Linked DNA regions of Mus musculus: regions 2, 3 and 4 are each linked to region 1. Evidence: chromatin contacts called from public HiChIP or PLAC-seq data. All regions are on one chromosome and are shown on one strand. Each heading gives the region's core, a stretch centred on a gene start, on an enhancer-like site or on the middle of the called end of the contact. The rest is flanking DNA. Distances are from core to core; before and after follow the strand shown. Region 1 overlaps 9430014N10Rik (RIKEN cDNA 9430014N10 gene). Region 2 overlaps Prickle1 (prickle planar cell polarity protein 1). Region 3 has its middle 12 kb from the start of D630010B17Rik. Region 4 has its middle 50 kb from the start of Gm41388.

Evidence for each region. HiChIP or PLAC-seq counts read pairs in DNA pulled down with a chosen protein or histone mark.
Region 2: a contact with region 1 is called in an H3K27ac HiChIP or PLAC-seq map of T-cell acute lymphoblastic leukemia, with 4 times the contacts expected there. The contact joins two enhancer-like sites. A contact is called at or near these places in 1 of 15 datasets of contacts at CTCF or cohesin (the NIH/3T3 cell line), 2 of 484 Hi-C or Micro-C datasets (the 3T3-L1 cell line and uterus) and 4 of 115 datasets of contacts at active chromatin or transcription factors (T-cell acute lymphoblastic leukemia, craniofacial prominence, epiblast stem cells and 1 more).
Region 3: a contact with region 1 is called in an H3K27ac HiChIP or PLAC-seq map of DN3 thymocytes, with 5 times the contacts expected there. The contact joins two enhancer-like sites.
Region 4: an H3K27ac HiChIP or PLAC-seq map of T-cell acute lymphoblastic leukemia shows a contact between it and region 1, with 2.3 times the contacts expected there. The contact joins two enhancer-like sites. A contact is called at or near these places in 1 of 484 Hi-C or Micro-C datasets (nephron progenitors), 1 of 115 datasets of contacts at active chromatin or transcription factors (T-cell acute lymphoblastic leukemia) and 1 of 9 other capture datasets (embryonic stem cells).

Annotation. Positions count from the first base shown.
Region 1 is chr15:93,912,425-93,914,965 of GRCm38.p6, forward strand. All of the region lies in intron 2 of 9430014N10Rik (RIKEN cDNA 9430014N10 gene), which reads right to left. Among named protein-coding and RNA genes, the nearest start is that of 9430014N10Rik, 13 kb to the right of the region's middle. Within about 2 kb of position 1,262, at least 44 of the 459 cell types and tissues checked have an H3K27ac peak or open chromatin away from gene starts, as enhancers often do. A contact at or near this core is called in DN3 thymocytes and T-cell acute lymphoblastic leukemia, where this site is marked.
Region 2 is chr15:93,512,753-93,515,293 of GRCm38.p6, forward strand. The region is part of intron 1 of Prickle1 (prickle planar cell polarity protein 1); the gene reads right to left. Among named protein-coding and RNA genes, the nearest start is that of Prickle1, 82 kb to the right of the region's middle. Within about 2 kb of position 1,274, at least 51 of the 459 cell types and tissues checked have an H3K27ac peak or open chromatin away from gene starts, as enhancers often do. A contact at or near this core is called in T-cell acute lymphoblastic leukemia, where this site is marked.
Region 3 is chr15:94,234,047-94,236,587 of GRCm38.p6, forward strand. No RefSeq gene overlaps it. Among named protein-coding and RNA genes, the nearest start is that of D630010B17Rik, 12 kb to the right of the region's middle. Within about 2 kb of position 1,270, at least 19 of the 459 cell types and tissues checked have an H3K27ac peak or open chromatin away from gene starts, as enhancers often do. A contact at or near this core is called in DN3 thymocytes, where this site is marked.
Region 4 is chr15:94,186,507-94,189,047 of GRCm38.p6, forward strand. No RefSeq gene overlaps it. Among named protein-coding and RNA genes, the nearest start is that of Gm41388, 50 kb to the left of the region's middle. Within about 2 kb of position 1,270, at least 26 of the 459 cell types and tissues checked have an H3K27ac peak or open chromatin away from gene starts, as enhancers often do. A contact at or near this core is called in T-cell acute lymphoblastic leukemia, where this site is marked.

The sequences.
Region 1 (2,541 bases), core at 12-2,511:
AGTGACTAAATACAGCCCAGTCCCTGAGGATGCTCCGAGGCGCTGCCTTTGGCCTCTCTGAGGCCCAGATGCATTTGTCTATCTTAGGCGGAGGACACCGTAGAGCAAGGTAGCTAGTTATTAAAAAAAAAAAGAATGGCATGAGAATTGCAATGAATTTTAATAAACATCTTTCTATAATTTAAGTTCATTTCTTCCATAAGAATGCAAATGTATACGCATATGGGCACAAAGTGGTTTTCCCTCTTATTAAAAAGATAACAATAACCTTCCATTGTCAAGCATGACAGGCCGAAGGCTTTTTATTCCCCATAAAGTAATTTCCATAAAGCACTTCACATTTATTTTTTTTTTGCAATTGGCAACAATTTGAATGCTTTGTCTAGATTTATCTTATAATTTCTGTGACCGAAGATGTGGGTCTAGAATATGGAACAGTGTGTATGCAGAGCTGTTTGACAGTCACCTGGCTGCTCTTGTGCATTTTGCCTTCCAGTAATTGCCTGTTCTGGCTGGGAAGGGGTCTCTCCTTGTGCAGCTAGAGGAGTGACTGATCTGGTTTGCCTTGGACCTCCTACCCACTCTGATATGTCTTGCGACTGAAAGAAAATCTCCCTGCTTTGCACACACCTTCCTATGAGGCTTCTCTGACTACAGCCATGCGCCTTCAGCATACCTGGATTTGTAGTGCCAACCTAGCTCAGCTCTGCTCTGGAAACATGGGCTGAAGAGACAGAAGTGACAGACAGGTAAAGAAGGAGCGGCTGAGACCCAGCGTTAGGAGGAAAAGAATCCGAGACAGACAAAAAGCCTCCTCTTCATCTAGGGTCATGGACAGCAGAGACATTTGTCATGCTCTCAGTTTTCTCTCAAAACCAGGAACCAGATTAGAGGAGTGTCCCTCCGAGAGGAGGACTGGCCCCACCCTCCCGCAGTGAGGGGTCTTGCAAGTCACATGGCATTTGGTTTGTTCACAATAAAAATAAATGTGCTTAGGCGGGGGGTGGGGGGGTGGGGGGTGCAGATGTAACAGAAAACAACAGCTCTGCTCACAGGAGTAAAATACTAAGGCTAAGCTGGCTCGGGAGAAGAACACCCCATGGCCATTGGCTCCTCTAGAAAATGACAGTTTGGGGTTGAGTCTCCTGATTCTTTCTTCAAAAGGACAGATGGCCGTTTTAGCACAAATGTGCTGCTGTGGCTGCTGTAGGTGCAAACCACAGGATGAGCCTCTGAGGCAGGGCGGGTGGCGCTCCGCCTTCCTGCCTCTGTGGATGCTGGCTTGGAGTTTTCTGCACTGTGGTATCTTCCTTGGCTCTACTTCCTCAAACCTGTGCTATCTCAGACACCATTTCCCACAATTCTCTCTGGTCACCTCACTCAGTCCCTCTGCAGCCCATGTAATGCAGGACTGTGATGGCATAGTCCCTGCTATTGTAGGGGTATGGATTTATGCTGGTCCTGGTCTTAGACTTGAAAGAAAATCCACCTGTGCCAGGCAGGGTGATATTTGTGGCCGGTATTGAATTTCTTTTATCCCTGACCACCCTCTTTCTAACTTGATATTTTATCCTCATGTTAAGAGTGAAAAGGTAGAGGCCTAGTGAGTACTAACTAGGGTCTTGGTCAGATCTTGGGGTTGGACAATGGAGACTTGTATTCTGGTCAAGTATCAGTAAAAAAATAAAACTCATCTATTTCCCTCCAGCCAAGTTCACTGTCTTAGAATAGAGATTGGAATTGATTTTTACCCATTTCACACACTGTCAATTTAAAAAAAAAGAAAACAAAAAGAATACCTAGCATTTGTCATTGTGAACATTGAACTTTCAAGTGGCTGGCGATGGCATTGAAGAAAGAAACAATGGATTCCCTGTCGTTTTAACAGCAGAAAATCAAACCTCAGGGTAAAATGAATATGGACAGATGATTCAGCTCACAAAAGCTTTCAAGTGCATCCCTGTTTGAATCCGAAATGTCCTACAAATGCCATGTCCTGAAGGTTTGGTTGCAGGACTCTGGTGTTAGTTATTCTGAGCTAATGGAACCCTTAGGAAGTGAAGCTGAGTGGGAGACAGTGAACATACTCTTGGATAGTGGAACCCTTCTCTCTCTCTCTCTCTCTCTCTCTCTCTCTCTCTCTCTCTCTCTCTCCCGCCCCCTGCTCCTTGCAGCTCCCCCACCCTCACCACAAGCTAAGCAGCTTTCTTGTATCTGCACTGTTTGTCATGTTTTCCCTCCCTACAGGCCCCAAACTGTGGACTGACATCTTAATGACAAGTTGAAATATTCCTCTCCCTCTTAGACGGTCCCCTCGAGTGTGTTGTCACCGTGACAGAAAGCTGATTACCTAGTGTGTTATCATTTCACTTTAGCTCATGAAATAATTAGTTCATTTGAAATGCCAATTACAAATAAGAGATGGCCTTATTATTGTTTTTTTCTTTCGTAACAGGTTAGCACATGTTGATTTCTAGGCTGTCTTGAGAGCAAAAAAGAAAAACCAGTCGTACATTGTCTGGAGTTTAATTCAGTTACTCT
Region 2 (2,541 bases), core at 24-2,523, 400 kb before region 1:
CAGGCCCCGTGCCACTCAGGCAATTAGGAAGTGACTCCCTTAACCAGCTCAGTACCAAAGAAAACGGGCCACCAGGCTAGTGCTCTCTGTTGCCTTTAAAGGATACTTCTTGCTCGAGTAAGGGGATGGCTCTGCTTGACTTGTTTACCTATGCGTGAGATCCTGCGAGGTGTAAGAGTTTAAACAGAAGTGGGGAACTGGGCTCTGCCTTGCCCAGAAAGCTGGCCGCAGAGACCCTGCTCAGTCCCCCAGATTTCCTAAGCAAGTTTTCCAGTGGAGGCAGCAGAGACAGCCGAGAGTGTTATCCCTGAAGTAAACCGTACAGTTTAAACTTCTAATCCCTGACATCAAACTTCTACACCCAGGACAGGCAGTCAGCGAATCCCCTCGGAATACTGGATACGGTGCCAGGTCACAGATGGGTCCAGCTTGGAGACTTGATTGTTTAATCTCATTATCAACCAACGTTTAGGAAGGCTTATTGAGTGTGAAATGGAACCAGCCCCACTATTGGTCAAAGTGAGGTGTTAAATTTCTGAATAAGAAAGCTGTCTCAGAAAAAGGGTACTGAAGGTGTCAAGGAGTGGTCCTGAGGCTGAGATGTTGGCTTTGGTAGCACGGTGTGTTATCCCTTTGTCTTATAGTTCTTAAAAATCATCGCTCACACACGAGGCACTAAGAAGGAAAACAAGAACCTTCACGATTCCAGTTTTCTTTAAACGTTTTGATCCTGACATATTTTAATATAAAGAAGTTTGTGTGTTAGGGGGCCGGAGAGATAGCTCGGTGGTTAAGGGCTATGGCTGCTCTTCTAGAAGACCTGAGTTCAATTCTCAGCACCCACATGGCAGCCCACAACTGGCTAGAGTTCCAATTCTAGAGACCTGGCACCTTCAAACATACATGCAGGCAAAACACCAACGCACATAAAATAAATATTAATATATTTTTTTAAATTATTAGTCTGATCCAGTCACTTTACAGAGAGGGTTCCAGGATGGCAAATGCCTCCTGTATAAGAAGAGTTAAAGCCTAATCCCTCTGTCTTTAAATCCTAACCAATCCCAGACCGAGGTAAAATGATGTTTCAGCAATTCTCTCAGTGCAACACTAAATTCTTAGTGTTGGTGGGGTCGGGGGAGTCACTTGTTAAAATACACCGCTAGCAAAATATCCAAGGACATTTTAAACTTCGAACTTGAGAACAGCTCACAAAGGGGCAGAGTTAAAAGAGCACCTGCCTCATGGCTGCAGTCATTCCTGCAGGAGAAATGGTGACTCAGCAAGATACCGCCCCAGCCAGTAAACGGGCTTTCAGGCACCCCAACAGAAGGGCAGGCAGCCTCATTTCCGACTCCACGGTGGCGGGGGTTCTCACCTCTGACCCAGCCGTGGCACACAGGTGCAGACAATTCACGTCTTAGCAAAGACTGGAAACAGAGGTGCATTCCTCCACCCCCTCAATAAAAGGGGACGTGTTAATGAAAGTCAGAAGACAGCTTGGGTCTTTCCCTTTTGCCCTGTAAGATCCGCCCCTGTGTGTCAAAGGAAGAGACTAGGGGTTAAGACTTTAATTAGTAACTCATGGGCTCTCACCAGGAGAACTGCTACTTTCGATGCAATTTAACCTGAATTTTGAAACGGGGAGCATTTGTCTGCTGCCAAACCTGGCTGGGGGGTGGGGTAGGAGGAAAACAACAGAATATAAATATTTTTAAAAAAAGAGCCTTTAAAAATTAAATGCTACTCTATTTTCAAAACTAGAAAAATAAAACAAAAGCTCTGCAAATGGTGAGAGACCATGTTTTCTGCCTCCTAAACCAAAGGTCTAAATCCCTTCTTAGAGCTGTTCTCTCTGAGAATGTGGGATGAGTCCCTATCCTGATGGGGGTAAATCGTGTGACATGTCACTTGGATGCAATGTCCCCATTTTAAACCACAAACTCACACAGGTTTTAGTCCAGCCTTTCAACAAACTTTCTCGACAACATAAAGGGTACCACAATTGTAGGAAAGCAGAGATCCACTTTCATCCCAGTGTTAGCTTCCAGTTTTACCGGGTGGTGTGACCACAGTACCTGCTACCATTAGCATTTAAATATTTAAATGCAGTATGAAGCCTTAGGGCCGGTTGTCCGGAGGCAAGGAGGCAAGGAGTTAAGGAGCCTTAGAACCAGAGCCATCAGAGGGAGAAGCAAGCTGGAGGTTGGCAGAGTTGGTGTACTTTTTCAGGGATTATCTTAGGAGTGATCCACGCATGCGGCCTCTAAGCCACAGGAAGTGTTAACACTTCCATGCCTCTCCTTTGTCTTTTCTCACCCCTCTCTTTTCTTGGAAACTAGCTAGCTCCTTTCACCATTTCATTCATTTAAAAAGAACCACACATCCCAGCCTGCAGCTGTATGGCTTCTCCATCATCGTATATGTGTCAAGAGAGCATCTGACCCAAGATGCTTTCTTCCGTCTTCCTTGGGAACCAGGCAGAGACACATAGTGTACAGACATACACACATGCAGGCAAAATACCCAATCACATAAAAA
Region 3 (2,541 bases), core at 20-2,519, 320 kb after region 1:
ATCAATGCAACTGGTTGCAAAGTGTGGAAGAGTTAGATCCCTCCGACTAAAGCAGAGAGGGTTTGAGATGAAGAATAAATACCTGAGGATGGCTAGCAGTCTGTGTCTGCCACTGCATGGCACACTACTCTACAGTCAGTCCCATTTCACAGCTCTTCAGACCTATGCAGGGCATTACCTTCACAACCCCTGGCATCAGGTTTTCGATCCTTCAGTTCCTTTCAAGACTTATAGGCAAGGTGACCTTGTAAGGATACAGGTCAATCCCAGTGCTTTTTCTAGCTCATGCCAAGTAAAAATAACGTGTCTTATAGGACCAAAGGGTCTATCACAACCGGCCTCCTTGTCCCTCTCTGTCCTCATCTCCTGATGCCTCTTCATCAGTTGCTGCTCCAGCTTCCCCTACCTCCTTATTTATGCTTTTTCTTAGCCTGAACTTTTCGTGACTACTCAAGACTGTCACAGAACTGTCATCTTTGCTTATTCTCCTTCTTCCTGGTGCTCTCTCCCTTCAGAAAGACATGAGCTTCCTCATCTCGCTTCTAGCAGTTACTCAAGTTGGTCTTTGTAAGCCCTTCCCTGGACAAACCTACCTTAGTTAGATGGTAGCTCCTTGAGCAGCTTCAGATTCTGCCCCTCTTTCTCTGTTTGTCTTTTTGGCATTTGGCATCATGGAGAATACTGAAGCTAATTATTAATTATTGTTGAATGTTTTATTTTCATTGTTCAAATGCAACTGTTAGGAGGGCTGCAGTTTTAGAATGTTTTATCCCCATGATGATAATTATGGGGCATATAGAAGATATTGATAAGCATTGATTAAAACAGTGAATACCATGATACTTCTGTCCATCTGCCATCCCTGGATTTAACATGGGTGCCATCAACTTGACCATATTACTTCCCCAGTGACCTGCACACATTCATCAATAAGTGAACAAAAGTGAGTAGTCACTCTCTTGAGTACTCATTAAGAGTACAAGCCAGTTATCTCGGAAAGAGAGATAGGTTCAAATGAAATTCGATTTTGTCATGACAATTTTTTTTTTAGTTATTTTATTATCCTACACATGAGCAGTTATGTGTAAGACCATTTCTCATTGAGCTCCTCATATCACAGCAGTAGATCCACCAACAGGAACATACTAGAGAAGATTAGAAGACTTCTAAACCTCTGTTGTTTTCACATAGTTTTCTACAACATGAAGGAGAGAGGCAGATGCCAGAGATAACCCAAGGCTGAGTGGGAGGGAGAACGGACTGGCTCAGAAATGATGCAGCTGCACAGGCTTCAGAGCTTGAGTCTGGCTCTGGCACACCAGGTGAGTCTGCCAACATGACTCACTTTGAAGCCCCCTCAGAAGTCCTGGCTAGCACAACTTCCTGCCCCAGTCAGACTTGGCTCAACAACTAAACCGGCCAAAGCCTGCTAAAGAAGTCATTAGTAGATTGTAGGGTAAAGAGCTGGAGGGAGGGAGAGGAAATAAGGCAAGAGAAGAAACCTGCTTTGAAAACATGATTTCTCATAAGTGTCATCAGTTTTTACGTTGTTTTTATCAACAGAGCTCTCACGGAAGCCTAGAAATTCTAGCCTTTGTCACTGAAAGGCAAGAAATTCTATTAAGGATTTCCTGTACTGGACATTCTTCCAAACCAAATGGATGGCCCAGAATACTATTCCAACACTAATAACAATGAATTTGCTCATTTCTAAAGCAGATTTGGCTAATCTGATACAATTGGTTTAGTCTACTAAGACAAGACTACAGGCCATTATGAGCTGACATGTGGATGCTGGGAACTTAACCTGGATTCTCTGCAAAAGCAGCAAATGGTCTTAACCACTGAGCTGTATCTCTAGCTATCGTTTTTAAGTTGGATATAATTTTTACTTTTTTTTTCTTCGAGACAGGGTTTCTCTGTATATCCCTGGCTGTTCTGGAACTCCCTTTGTAGACCAGGCTGGCCTCGAACTCAGAAATCCGCCTGCCTCTGCCTCCCAAGTGCTGGGATTAAAGGCGTGCGCCACCATGCCCTGCTTAATTGTTACATTTTTAAACATATATTTTTCTCTTTTCTGCCCTCCCCTGCTTCTTTTCCTCTCCCTTTCTCTCTCCTGCTCCCTCCCCCCTCTCTCTCATACACACACACACACACATGTGGAAGTGTGTGTGTGAAGTCTGGTTGGTATTTTAAGTTCTGTGTTATTTTATATCTATGTTCTTGCTGATGGGCATTTGAGTTCTTTCCAACTTTGTCTTATTAGGCTTTGGTGTTCTGGAACGGAATATAAACATTTTCACACAACATCAACATCACAGAAAACCATCTGTGACTCTGACAGTCTAGGACAGAAAGCAGTTCTGTGTGATCGTGTTTAATATTGAGAAAAACTCTGAGCACTCTTTAAATGACTGAAGTATTTCTATTCGGACAAATGTAAGCACTGGTTCATCTCCAGTCACAGCCATACCCTTCGAGACTCTCCTTCTAGGTAATATTAAATAAAATACTTATGGGTATGGAGAAAAATTTCAGGGG
Region 4 (2,541 bases), core at 20-2,519, 270 kb after region 1:
TCTCCTCTGCTACTGTTTCATCTCATTCCTAACACCCTGTGTCCTAACAATCTTAGCTTCAGACTGAAGGTTTCAGTCTTAGAGAAAACTCCTATAGAACAGCAGCCTACTAGTAATTATATACAGTGACTTGTGTGTTTGTGTGCATGTATGTGTGCACATGTATGAATGTGCATGTGGAGGCTGGAATAGTGTTGTTTCTAAGGAGCACTTAATCTTGTTTGTTGTTGTTGTTGTTTTTGTTGTTGTTTATGTTTTTGTTATATCTGAGACAGGGACCTTCACTTGGGCCTGGGGCTTATGGAGTAGGCCATACTGGCTAGTCAGTAAACTGTGAAAGACCAGCCTATTTCTTCCTCCTCTGCACTAGAATTACAAGAGTGTGTCACCATGCCTGGATTTTTATGTAGGTGTTAAAGATCAAAGTTCAGTCTTATTGCTTGAGCAGCAGGTACCTTTCTGACCTCAATCTGCAATTTAATCCATCAAAAAAAAAGTCAGCCACCGGGTAGCTAACAGTGATCTAGATAACGGGAGTTTGGTGAAGTTGCTACTTAATGGCAAATTGGAAGCTTAGCTGAGTAAATCTTAGTCAAAGTGGGTCTGCTGTACCCTTGAGAATGTAACTGTTTTCACTGGGCCTTCTGCTAGGAGAAAAGATGAGCTTCTTTGCATGGGGGTGGAGGGTGCAGTGTATGTTATACGGAGGCAAAATAGAGCACTTTACCCTTGACCTGAGAACCTTTCACTGCCGACTGAGCTCTGAATAGGAGAAGAAGCTCCAGTCAGTCCAGACAGCAATGCTTCTTGCTGCCACACCACCGTGAGCCCATCAGACACCCTGGCAATGAACGAGAAATGAGGCCAAGTGTCTAGAATGCTTGTCCACATGTGGAGGCTTTTTTTTTCAGTCACATTCTATGTGACACATTCTAAGACCAGAGTGTTTTATCTCCAGCTTTTTCCCAAAGATTCATTAGCCAAAGAGGTCAGATCTCCAGTCTTGTGTTGGAAAAAAAAATCTCTGCCTCTACTCTAATAGGGAAATGAGATGCTGGGACACTTTTATACTTTCGTCACTCCTTTTTTCACAGTTGCCTTTTCCTGGGGATCTAGTGTGCCCACTGAGGATGATGCCAGAATAGCATAAAATGCATTTCTAACACAGGTAAAATGGACTTTATTTCTTAGTCGGTCGTTGAAGAGTCTCCTGTGAAGCCACAGCTGGCTTTGAACAGGCACAGGAAGAAGGCACAGATGCATGTGGTTCATGCAAGTGATTCATTTCTGCGGCATAAGCCACACCCATGCCTGTCTCCCCTGGCCCACAAAGGCCCGCTTAGCATGCTTCATTTTCCTTGTATATAAATTAGAGAACAGCTAGCTCATCTCAGGCACCCTAGCTTGAGCAGTCACTTAAGTTTTGTATGTCAACATAGAAAAAGTTTTCAAAAGCAACTAATTACCAAAGAACCTGGGGCTGTTCTCTGAAATCCCAGGGTCTTCCTTCCCTCCCCCCAACCCTCCACTGCTTCAAGCTGTATGTGCCCACAGTCATTACCCTGCCAGGAAGCCTCAGTTGCTAAGTTTGTGTTAGGTGCATTCATTGACGCCTAAACCAACGGGAACACAAAACTGGCAGCCTTTAAGGCCAAAGTCAAATGCTGTACTTCTAACTTATGAAATGTTCCTTGACTCTGAAATAAAGACAAATAAACAAACAAACACACAGGCCCACAGTAATTCCCTGGAACAGCTTCTTAACTTTGTTATTTTATTGTATTGTATTTTATATTGCTTTTTTTATTTATTTACATTTCAAATGTTATCCCCTTTTCCTGTTTCCCCTCCACAAACCTCCATCCCACTCCCCTTCCCCCATGCTTTTATGAGGGTGCTCCTGCACCCACCCACCCACCCTCTGCCACCTCACTGCCCTAGCATTCCCTTTGGTTGGGTCACCGAGTCTCCAAAGTAACAAGGGCCCCCCCTCCCATTAATGCCAGATAAGGCAATCGTCTGCTACATATGTGGCTTGAGCCATGCGTCCCTCCACGCGTACTCTTTGGTTGGTGTTTCAGTCCCTGGGAGCTCTGCGGTGGGGGTTGAGGTGGGGTTGGTTGGTTAATATTGTTCGTCCTTCTTAACTCTGAAACTAGCATCGTTGTAGTTAATTCTTATCTGTTAGTGGTTGAGAATAACAGCCTGCAGGTCAAACCTAGACAGTGTCTGGTTTTGAACCTCATGACCCAAGGGTCATGCTTGAAGGGCTCACTGTAAGCAGTGGGAGCCTACATAATAGTCACGCGTCTGCTCTTTGACTTCCAGATTCAAAAATAGTTCTGGAAACTGGAGTGGTGACTGTTTTCTTTATCACTTAACATTTAGAACACTTTTCTCAATCACTACCTTCATGGGTCACCTTTGGTGACACCCTGAAGAATGAAGAACCAGAGAAGCACCGTGAAGTCTAAAATTGGCTTCAGATAAAGCTAAGCAAAATGATGACCATACACCGTTCTTTGCTTTGGCAGCCAGGAT